2 separate regions of the Mus musculus genome follow, and region 1 is linked to region 2. Evidence: chromatin contacts called from public Hi-C data. All regions are on one chromosome and are shown on one strand. The core of a region is the stretch at or near the end of the contact, and the rest is flanking DNA. Distances in the headings are between cores, read along the strand shown.

The links. Hi-C and Micro-C count contacts between places; a contact is called where the count stands out from the background.
Region 1: a Hi-C map of peritoneal macrophages shows a contact between it and region 2, with 4 times the contacts expected there. The contact joins two enhancer-like sites. A contact is called at or near these places in 12 of 484 Hi-C or Micro-C datasets (the Ba/F3 cell line, the HPC-7 cell line, Th1 cells and 8 more), 7 of 115 datasets of contacts at active chromatin or transcription factors (the HPC-7 cell line, bone marrow-derived macrophages, double positive thymocytes and 3 more) and 1 of 9 other capture datasets (embryonic stem cells).

The regions. Positions count from the first base shown.
Region 1 is chr17:43,134,960-43,140,976 of GRCm38.p6, reverse strand. No RefSeq gene overlaps it. Among named protein-coding and RNA genes, the nearest start is that of E130008D07Rik, 20 kb to the left of the region's middle. Within about 2 kb of position 2,971, at least 108 of the 459 cell types and tissues checked have an H3K27ac peak or open chromatin away from gene starts, as enhancers often do. A contact at or near this core is called in bone marrow-derived macrophages, microglia and peritoneal macrophages, where this site is marked.
Region 2 is chr17:43,032,068-43,037,606 of GRCm38.p6, reverse strand. It overlaps Tnfrsf21 (tumor necrosis factor receptor superfamily, member 21), which reads right to left. Exons shown (of 6, transcript NM_178589.3): 2 at 1-12. Among named protein-coding and RNA genes, the nearest start is that of Tnfrsf21, 18 kb to the right of the region's middle. Within about 2 kb of position 1,291, at least 36 of the 459 cell types and tissues checked have an H3K27ac peak or open chromatin away from gene starts, as enhancers often do. A contact at or near this core is called in bone marrow-derived macrophages, microglia and peritoneal macrophages, where this site is marked.

The DNA.
Region 1 (6,017 bases), core at 1,722-4,221, 100 kb before region 2:
CACCCAAGGGTTGAGCCTGCAGGTGTTCATGGTGTACAATAGCTTTTGCCCCTTAGTGGAGGGTTTCACCAATACAAGGAATAATAAACTGTCTTTCTTTCTACTTTTCTCTACTCTCATTATGATTGTGTGTGTGTGTGTGTGTGTGTGTGTGTGTGTGTGCGCGCGCGCGCGTGTGCATTCTTGCATGCTTGTGTGCATGTCCATGAGGCTAGCACCGGGGATCTTCTTTTATCCCTCTCTGCCATTTGGTTTTCTCACAGTATCTGAAGCTCTATGCTGATTGACCAGGAAGCCTCAGGATCCTTCGGTCTCTACCTCCCAGTGCCAAGATTACAGGTCTTGCCACATCCAGGTTTTTTACCTTCTTGCTGAAGATAATACTCTAATCTTCATGCTTGTACAACACACACGTGACCCCCGAGCCATCTCCCTAGCCCTTCATATTTCTCTCTTTAAAATTTAAAAAAATTTTAAAAAACCATGAATAGTTTTCCCTTTGACTTAGTTTTAATGGTCCCCACTGGACTGCAGATGGAAAAGAAAGGAAGCAATGAACACTATGCTGTAAGCCAATCATGGGTGTCTATATTTGTCAGCCAGTGACTCGTCTGAGGGTCTATCCACTAAGTTAAGATGATCGCAGGCAGGTTGTCACGGTGGCGAAGGCTCTTCCTGTCAGAGTGGGGCGGGGGGGGGGGGGAAGGGGGAAGACAATCCTCTAGCATTATCACTCTCTCTCTCCTGCCTCAAGAAGCTGACATATGAGACTCTGTCGCTCAAAGCCGTGGTTCCCACCTGGAGTGGAAGAGGAAGCAGCGAAACAAGCAGGCAAGTTCAGAGACTCTGAGCTGCTTACGCCCTGGAAGTGCTGCGTGGACTTGGAGAGCAACTTCCTGCAGACTTCCTGTTAGAGAAGAGGACTGGACGTTCAGCTGTGGCTAGAGCAGACCTTCCTTCAGCTTTGTTATCTGAAGCCCAAAGCCTTCCTACCCAATGCCATTGGTTCAAATCATGTTTGCTTGTTTGTTTGTTTGAGACAAACTATTAAGCACTGGTTTACCTGAGACTTTCTAAATATCTAAGTACACACGAAGCTATCCTCAAACGCAGGAAGTTTTTTGACTAATACAAGGAATAGCAGATATTTTATCTTTCTCCTTTTCTCATTTCTCATTATGAGAGGGAGAGTGTGCGAGAGCTCTCACTGACACATGAGGGGGTGTGCATTCATGTGGGTCTCGTTGGCCCTGGGTGTCTCCTGTCCTGCCTCTGCTTCTCAAGTACTGGGATTAAAGGTGTGCACCACCATGTGTAATCCAAAATCATATCTGAGTGAAGTATATCTGGCTAATATAATACACGACCTTCCCTCTTCCCTAAATAGTGATCTGGTTCCTTGAAATATTCTTAGGTTCTTGATAGGATGGAAAATCCTTCCTGTGGAATATCACCTAATTTCTGAAGACCATTCAGACATAAATCTGTGCACTCACATGTGCGTGCGCGCGTGCACGCACACACACACACACACACACACACAGAGCCAGTTATTCCAGGGCATTTGAAACATTATCCTGGTCTCCCTGAATATTAGGCATATCATCTTATTTAGTCCTTTCTTGACTAATATCATTTTCAATTTTTTCTACTAAGGATGACAGAGATGAGCCATTTGAGTGTGACCTTTTCCTTTGCCTGTCCTTACAGAGCCAACAATTCCCACCTGAGTTGGCTGTGTGCCTGGGTGACACTAATGTCAATGACTTGCCATGCCTTTTGTTGAGGATGCCTGTAACTACAGGTTTAGAAACTTTCGCAAGCCCTCAGACAGTGCTTACTTACGGGCATGATTTTTTGCCACCAATTTTAAGTATACCACCAAGTATATTATCCTTATTAACAAAGACTAGATGATTTTTAAATTTTTATTTTTTTATTATTCTCTCTCTCTCTCTCTCTCTCTCTCTCTCTCTGTGTGTGTGTGTGTGTGTGTGTGTGTATGTGTGATGTCATTGATGTCATGTGCCCCAGTGAATTAATCACAAGAGCCTGAGTGAGGGGTTATTTACAATGACATGGGCAACTTATCAGTAGCTACACCACTGAAGAAAACATTACTTTTCTGGGGCAACCATTAATCCTGCCTACCGATACTCATAGAGGAGTGGAGCCTCATGAGCACCCATCCTGAAATCCTCCCTGGAGGAAGGTCAGAGCTGCGCATACATAGCTCTGCGTTTGGTGCTTGGTCTGATCAAGCCCAGCCCAACAGTCATAAACAGTGTCAGAACCTTTTCCCAGGTCTACTCCAGTGGCCTCCTCTACCACAAGGCACTTGACTCACATCTGCTGCCTCGGGGACCTCTTCTCTCTTCTGGGGAGAGGAAGGGCCTGGCCACCGGTATTCACATTGCTTAACCTCTTAGTCAGATCTAGGGACAAAGGTTTGTGTTGCGAAAGGGCAAGTGAAACTTAGCCTAAGGCTGGGTATGGGCTGGCCTTACTTCACAGGGAAACGTCTTCAGTTTATATAATTAACACTTTCCATCTTCCCTTCACAGAATCGTCTGAAGAAAACAAACAAACAAACAAACAAACAAGAAAAGCAGAGTTCCTGAACTCTGAGGCTGATACTAGGACTTATGGCTATTCGGTGGAGCAACTCTCTAGCCTTGATATGGCAACAGCTGTGTCACTTCCCACCCTAGTCACCATTTCTCTAAGGGACCTAACCCTGCATGCTCATCACCACTGATATATTACTCCTCGCTCAAACTTACTAAAAGTTCCAACTCTGTAGTACCAGAGCATTAACGTAAGTGTGGCTAGATCCCATTGAGCGCATGGTGTTGGTGCCATGGCAACACGTGGGCGCATGCGCACGGGTCTGCCCCTGAGTCCACTGCCCTCATCGGTTACATCCCCAAACTGCCAACATTTGTGTTGTCTTTGAAAATCATGAGTCGCTCCTTCCTCCTTCTTGATCTGTCTGAAAGTTGTCCCCACCCATAACTTCCCTGTTTAGCCCCAGCCTGTAGAGAAGGCAGCAAGAAGATGCTTGTATGGGGCAATCCATTTGACCCAGAGAAAAAGAGAACCAAGAGGATGCAGGCAGGATGGGTGATGATTGACTGGGTTTCTTCCTTTAAGATTCATGTTATTTTATTTTACTTTATTTATGTGTATATCTGTGTACGTTTATGCACATGTCTGGGTGCCCACAGAGGCAAGAAAGGGCACTTGATCCCTTGGAACCGGAGGTACAGGTGTTTGTAAGTCACGTGATGGTGATACAGCTGCTGGGAGCTGACCTCCAGTTCTCTGAAAGAGCAGGAAGCATTCTTCACTTCTGAGCCATCTCTCCAACTCCAGGAGTTCTTATAACTAATGGTCTCACAGTGCTACAGAGGCTGAGGAGTGTGATGACCTGTGGGTCACAACAGCAAACCCAGAACAGCTGATAAATTCTAGTCCAAATCCTAATCCAAGAAGCATGGAGGTCTAACACAGGTAAGGTCCAGTCTATGTCTTACTCCACAGGCAAGAGCATTCACGCTCACGCTCAAAAATAGGCAGAGGGAAGACATTTTCCTACCTCTGCGATTTTGCACAACACAGGCCTCCAATGGGTTGGATGAGGTCCACCAGGGCTGGGGAGAGCAATGTATACTTCACTCTGCCAGGTCACGGTAGCACACATCAAAAGACACCCTTGCAGACACAGCCATTACAAATGCTTTTCTAAATACCTGAGCACCCTGGAGCCTGATCAAGTCAGCACATACAACCAACCACAACAACGCTCCTCTCGCTTTTCTGTACCGGTCTCTGGCATCTTCACATCTTCAGGGCATGTTTCTCCTGCTGGCAGAAAGTGAGCTCAGCAAGGTAGCCGTGAGGTCCAGGAATGACATCTGTCTCCATATACTGGCTTCCAGCCTGCCCTTCTTCTTCTGAAGTTGTCACCCACATCCACCCTCCGGGCTCCTCAGAACCTTCCTCCTGTTCTCAACTCTGCATGGGCTCTCTGGCATCGAGGTTCAGACCTCCTGGCTTTCCCTGACTGTAGCTACTCAATGCATCTTGCCCAATAGGAAAACCTGAGGTCTCCACTCACACAGCATGTGGCTATCTCCATAGCAACGTTCTGAGAAAGATTTTTCCCTGTTGTTATTTTACTTATTTGTGATTCTGAACTTCCTCCTCAGCTTATCTTTCTGTTCTGATTTTGTAAAAGCATTTATCAATTATATATAATAATGGCCTTATCATGACATTTCCATCCCTGTATACAATGTATATTGATCATATTCACCCATCGCTCCCCTTTCTTCTCTCCCTCCCACTCCTGATCCCCTCCCTTCTTCTCAACTAGCCCCCCTCTTTTTTTCATGCCCCTCTGTGTATGTTACCCAGTGAGTTTATAGGCACATGTGCCACTCATCAGTGGTCAGTCACACAGCTAAAGAAAATGTTTCCTCCTTTCCTCAGCTACCATAAATTGCCTGTCCATTCTCAGGAAGGTCTAGGCCTCATGGGTTGAGCCTAAAAACTCTCACAGAGAAATGGGGAGCCCAGGGGACATCATAAGTCCTTTTTGTTCTTAGAAGGAGAGCTGGGCTGAGCCCACCCACCCTCCCATGTGGTCCTTGGCTAGAATTACTTGGAGATAAAGAAAGAAGGATTTGGGGGTGGCATCTCCCTTTGTAGTCTTAGTACCTCTCTCTGGACCTCGGTATCCCTATTTGCAAAACAAGGGGCCAATATCTGCTCTGTGAGGGTGATTTGAGGGCCTTGATAAATGTACAAAGACATGCACAGAATAGGCACTCGGAAGTTGCTGCCTCATCACCCAGCCCCTAATTTTACAACCCAATCCCTGCTGAGTCAATCAGGAGAGCAGGTGACCAGGCCCTAGCGAGCACCTAGGGAAATGTGGAAAAAGCCAGGTGTGTCTTCCATTTTTCAAACAAGAGCCTGGAGGCTCTGGGTGCCTCTTGCCTTCCTTTCTCCCAATCACTCCCCTAATTGACTTGTCCTGCTGCCACCAGCCCAGAGCAATCTGCAGCTAGCTCACTGCCACCAGCTCAGACTCTCCCCACTGCTGCTCTCAGGAGAGCATATTAGCACTCGGTGCTCAGATGCATTGTGCAAGCCCATTCTGGCACAGACTGGGTGACAAAGCAGCTTTGATGTATTTGGGGATCAGAGCACCTGGGTACATGTGGCAGAGAGCTATTATTCCAAAAGAATTCTCCTTTTCTGTTCCTCTTAATGTTCTCTGTTTGCAGAACTCCATTCACAATTGAGGAGTAACTATGTTCTCGAACCAATCTTCCTCCCTAGGCTCCTTATAGTTAACCATTAAGCCCTCAGTGCTCAGAAGCAAGTCTGGTCTATTTCAGGTACCCAGTTAACTGTACATAATGCATAACGCCCCCCCCCCCTTTTTTTAACCAAGCCTAAGACTGTGTCTAACCAAGCTTCCTCCTGCCCCGGTCTCTAATTCAGTTTGTTCTGCTGCACAGGGTAGTTTGATAAATGCATCTTTCCTGTATTTCAACTCTAGGCTAACTGGGGGCTTCTATGCAGGTATTTCTGCAACTAACATTGACATTTATTTAAAAATAAATAAAGGGCCAGATAATAATCTTTTTAGGCTTTCTAAACGAAGGGGCAAAACCAAAGACATCATGTGCTTCAACAGGACTCCCGTTTGTTTCTAGACAGAGAACACTTCTCATGCTGGGTCACATTTCCAAACAGACTATCAGCCAGGTTTCTGTAACTCATGCTGGGTGAGCGTGGCTGCAAGCCCATATAAACCCAGACTCTGCTTATAATTCCTGACTTTCCCTGACCATCAGAGCTACTGTAGAAGTAGGAAAGGTTTTATCTCCTTGCATGTGGAAAGAGAATTAAGAAATGCCTGATGTGTAGAACAACAATATGAACTAACCAGTACCCCCAGAGCTCGTGTCTCTAGCTGCATTTGTAGCAGAAGATGGCCTAGT
Region 2 (5,539 bases), core at 42-2,541:
GAGGAATCCAAGCTGAAAGAAATAAGAGAGGTGTCAGATAGAGGAGCAGAGGCGAACAGAGCAACAGCAACAGCAACAGCAATAACAGGTCATCACCACTGTTCAAGATCTGGCGGGTACCACACCAACTTGACATCAGAAAGAGGGAGGTGTGTGCCAAAGTTGTCATTTCTATAGCACCTGCATACCTGATGATAAACTTTTGTTTTGTTTTGTTTTGTTTTGTTTTGTTTTAACAAACAGCCATACTTTTGACAGTCCTGTTATGTGCATTAAACAATGGAGCTGGTGCTTTTAGATTCAAACGCAGTTTGTCCAGTCTCTGAAGGCCACAACCGATAGACACAATCCCTGCAGGCATCCATTGAGAAATCTACCCATTGAGCTTGGGTCCAGCAAGAATAACTCAGTGTTCATGTTCTAAAATAAAAACTTCACCCAGCAGGTCAGAGTTTCACCAACTTCCAGATTAAAAACTTGGAGGACCCGTTGGGTGTGGTAGCATATGCCTTTAATCCCAGCACTTGGGAGGCAGAAGCAGGCGGATCTCTGAGTTTGGAGCTAGTCTGGTCTACCAATTGAGTTCTAAGATAGCCAGGGCTACATGGAGACACCCTGTCTGGACAAACCACACACACACACACACACACACACACACACACACACACACACACACACACACCTGGGGGTATCCCAAGTTCCAAGTCCTGAGATGCTGTGAAAGAGAAGCAGGGAGCAAAAGACTAGAGTGACTGCTTCCCTGGGGCTGTCAAAATGAAGGCCCTGATAGTCTTTGCCATCCTCAGTGAGATGGAGAAATTTGTATGAAAATCATGGCTGCCCCAAGCTACCAGCTACCGAACAAATTCCTTCTAGATTTACAGATTTACAGCTACATCGGTAACTGAAAGAACAAAGCAAAAGAAAAAGAAAAAAAACTGCTTGCAAGGTGATCAAGAGTCTGTCTTCTTAGCATCTCGAAACTTGACCCCAGTCTATTCTTTTCCCAACCCCACAGTTATGTGGGGCCAGGGTACTTCCCCGCCTCTCACCGGTTCTTGAGGTTTCCTCCTTAGAGTTTACGATATACTTAGTTTTCTTCCTTCTGAGTCTGAAAGTAGGGGCAGAGGTGGTTGGCGATGGATAGTGGTTGGTTTTCTTGTTGGGAAATTTAATTTCATATTGGAAATTGAGAAAGAGAAGATCCTGCTACTTGGTGGTAAGTCTCCTCTCTCAGCGTTTGGCTTGGCCCTTCCTTTTCCTGCTCCCTCTACTTGCACAACCAGCCCAGACACCCTATCCGGAGTTCAGCAGATGCCCAGGGTGGAGGAAACCATCTGTCCAATGGAGCCCGAGTACAAGATTAGTGCCCCACCCCCACTGTAGACTCAAAAGTGTGCACCCTGGGGAGATACACAAAGCTCTAGGAAATGGAGCCTCAACCCCAGCCTTCCCCACCCAGGGCTCCTGATCCAGGGAGCCACCCTGAGTGTGCACATTGCTGACAACACCCACCAGACTAGACAAGGGTCCAGACTTTTGTTCTAAGACAGGGATGGTAGGTTCTTTCCTGATGTCTGACTTGTTGGGGTCACTTAGCTGTGTTCAAACCCCACCCAGCAACTGCACATTCCCTACACTCTATACCATGCTTGCTCCATTTGGGATTCTTGATTTCGTGGGGGTAAAATTATTTTGAAGATATTTTGTTTTGAGATAGAGTCTTATTTTATAACCCAGGCTGGCCTCGTGGAAATCCTGACTCAGACTCTCCAGTTGCTGCTGGGATTACAGGTATGAGCCACGGAGCTGGGCTAGTTTGCACAACCATGCCTGGCTCCTTTATCAGTTTTTAAGGGACTATAATGCTGACCTATAAAATTACCTCATCTATCTCCTGCAAACAGAATAAAGGAGAGTGTGAATTAACTGTGTTTAGCGAAGTGGATGGAGGAAGAAACCAGTGGGACAAGAAGCAAGCGCTGAACTGGACAAAAATCACAGGGCTGCCTCTTGCCAAGGAGCAATGGGAGGTAGGCTCCAAGCCCCCTCACTTCTGTCTCAAACAGAGCAGCTCTGCTTTGCAAAGCCTAATCAGAGGGAAGGCCTGTTGAGAGCAGAGCTTATTACTCAAACAAGACTACAGGGTCCTCTAAAGTCTCTCCCAATTCCAGAGTCAATAGCTAATCCCACTGTGCTATTTAAAGAAGAAGAAGGAAAAACTGTATCTAAACAAGAGTTTCCCCTTCCAAGTTGTGGAAGTACTTGCCGGTACTAGGGAGACTCAGACAAGAGGATCACAGGATCCAGACCAGTCTGAGCTACATAAAGAAACTTTGTCCCAAAACAAAACAATATCCCCTTGTGATGGCGCAAGTTTGTAAACCCAACACTTGAGAAGCTGAGGTAGGAGGATCAGGAGTTCAAGGCTATCTTTGGCTACACGTCAAGTTTGAGAGTCACTTGAGCTACCTGAGAACATGCCTCTACATACATACATACATACATACATAGTTCACACACATATACGCACGCACGCACGCACATCCACACATGCACATATGTGCACCTCACACATTAGCTCTTCCCTCTAACCCCATGGATCTGGGCAGAAATAGACCAAATGGAAGACAATATTTAAAGATGGCCCCTGCACAATATAAAAAGATTATAGTGAAAGCTAACCCTAGAGGAGAAGACAAACAAATGGGAAAGGGGAGACAAGGTCATGGATAGTGAGAGTCAAGAAAACCGAGGCTGGGTCCTTCCAATTAAGACCCTTGATTCCTCTCCCAACCCCCACCATGTGTATAGACATGGCTAAGACAGGTCAGAGAGATCTAACATAGTTTCCGGCTTTTGAGTATAAAACTGAAATTGCCCGGGAAGAGTGTGTATCAAGTGGATACATCAGTCTACCTGTAATTCCATCACAGAGGTGTCAGCGGATCCCTAGAAGAAACAGGCTAGAGAGATGACACATATCACTGAGCTCTGGGTTTGGCTTAAGCACCTGCCTCGCCAAATAGGAAGGAAGAGCAATTGAGAATGGCTCCCAATGTCAACCTTGGGGCTCCATGTGCACATGGAACCACACATGAGAGCCCAGACACACGCAAACACACACACACACACATGAAAATGGAAAAAGAAAAAATAATACTGTCTGAGATGATTTTTGAAAGTACTTTCTTCATGTACCTCGTCTTATCTCTGAGATCGTTGTGAGTATACAACAGGGTGAGGAACTTATTTTGTTTGGCTGTGAGGTTTTTTTTTTCTTGCCTTTTTAATCAATCTGAGTGTTTCTGGTATCTAACTAACTCTTGAGTCCCTAACACTAAACCAAGACCCCTCTGACTGTAAAATTCTTTGATCCTGAGCCACATTTTGGATACAACCCAATCTCACAGTCAGAGTCACCCCCTTCTCTACCTAACCTGGCATTTTTAAATAACTTGATATTAGCATTTTACTTCCACCCCCCCTCAATAAACATCTATGTAATAGTCCTAGCAATTTGGAACTACAGATTCTCAGCTTCCCCGTTCTCTTGTTTGAGTTGGTTTTGTGTATGCAAAGGGAAAAAAAGCCAACCATGTTGCTCTGTGATTTCTCTTTTACTAACTTCTGTTACATCACCAAGACCTGTCTGTTTTAACATACAAACTGTCTCACTCTAACAATTCAGAGTTCTTCAACAGAATGAGCATATTCTACAGAGCTGGCTTAGCCATTAAAGGCTAGGCACGCAACCAACAGGATGGGTATGTCTTACTTCAGAGGGTCTTCCCACCAAGACTTCATTGACTGCTTTCTTGCATGTATATAGGTCAGGGTATAGTTTTCTATTGTGCACAACTGCTTCTTCCCTCCCATACCCCTCACCTAGCTTCTCTTCTCTCCACATCAGTCCAAGTAGCAGACACGATCACCCTGGTCCCAGTCTTTTGACATCCTAAATGCAATCGATAACCTGGAGCGACCCCATTCTCTCACCCCTAACAATATAAAACATATACACAAACATACGTACATAAACATCCCTGGGTGGATCAAGCAGAAAAAGTCAGGAAAAGAACTGGACAAAGATTTTGAAAAGAGAAGGCATGTTCTTACCCAACCTGTTGGGAAGTCAACAGGATCCTGGGTTGCTCACTTAGGAAATGAGCAGGTTGAACTCAGTAGTAATATTCAACCAATTCTACCCTCCTGCGTGTTGTGATTCTGTCAAATCCTGCCATCCTTATGTAGCCTTTAAATCTCTTTCTAAACACCCAGATGCCAAGCAGATGAGCAACTAGCCCATCGCACTTCCTGTTTCTGTCTATTGTACCAGCGTCTAATTACATAGTGTCTCTTAATGTTGGTTGGCAGTACCGTAAGTGTATATACTTATCTTTCCTTAATGCTTATAAGCAGCTCAAGGCCAGGGACTACTGTACAGACTATACTTCCTCACTTGCTCAACTACCTAATGAACACTAGGAAAATAATAAGCAAACCATCCTTCAAGCCAGGGGCCAGCAAAGGAATGCCAACATACCAGCTCGTCTTATAAACAAGCTTCCTAGAGTCCAGACACTGATGTAGCTAGCACTCGTGGCTGCTTTCAGGCTACTGTGGGAAAGCGACAAAGCTATGACAGAGACCATTCTGCCCAGAAACCTCAGTTAGCTTACTGTTATCACTTGGCCCTTTATAGGTGAAATCTGCCAGCTCCCAGCATGGGCATCTAAAGAAATACAAACATTGCAGAGACCAGCTGCTCATAGAAACTTCCTGGTCTCCCCCATAAGTTTCTTTATGAGCAGAGTGCTCGCTCTCTCTCTCTCTCTCTCTCTCTCTCTTTCTCTCTCTCTCTCTCTCTCTCTCCACCCACTCTAACTCACACGCTCAATCTGGTTCCTTCACACTCGGCTTCAAACTCTCACTTCCCCCTGACGTCTGAGAAAAAGCAAAATCATCCAGAGAGACAAGACTTCCTCCTGGGTGCTCTCCCTGCCTCCCATCCCCAATTGTAAAGCCCTCCTCGGTTTCTTCTTTTCCCTATATGGTTGTCATCGTTTTCTTACTTACACACTTATACTCTGTGTGTCTTCCCTGGAATCTATAATGCAGAACAGGGTTTCTCTGTGTAGCCCTGGCTGTCCTGGAACTCACTCTGTAGACCAGGCTGGCCTCGAACTCAGAGATCCACCTGCCTCTGCCTCCCAAGTCCTGGGATTAAAGGCGTGCGCCACCATGCCTGGCCAGCCTGTGCTCTTAACCTCTGAGCCTTCTCTCCAGCCCCCCATTACTCTCTCTTAACAGAACTATAATTGGCTTCTAAGAATTAGCTTCTTCGTGATACTCAAAATAAAAAGCTAATATACTAAAGAGTTCAAATATTCTTCTCTCATTTAAAAGAAAGAAAAAAAGAGAAGATTACACTTTGTGCTTAAGATTATAAGCAATATAAGAAGGTTAGATTCTCTCTGTGTTTAAACTGCGATTATTATGAAAATTCCATGTATCTAAGAATGTCACCTACAGGGCG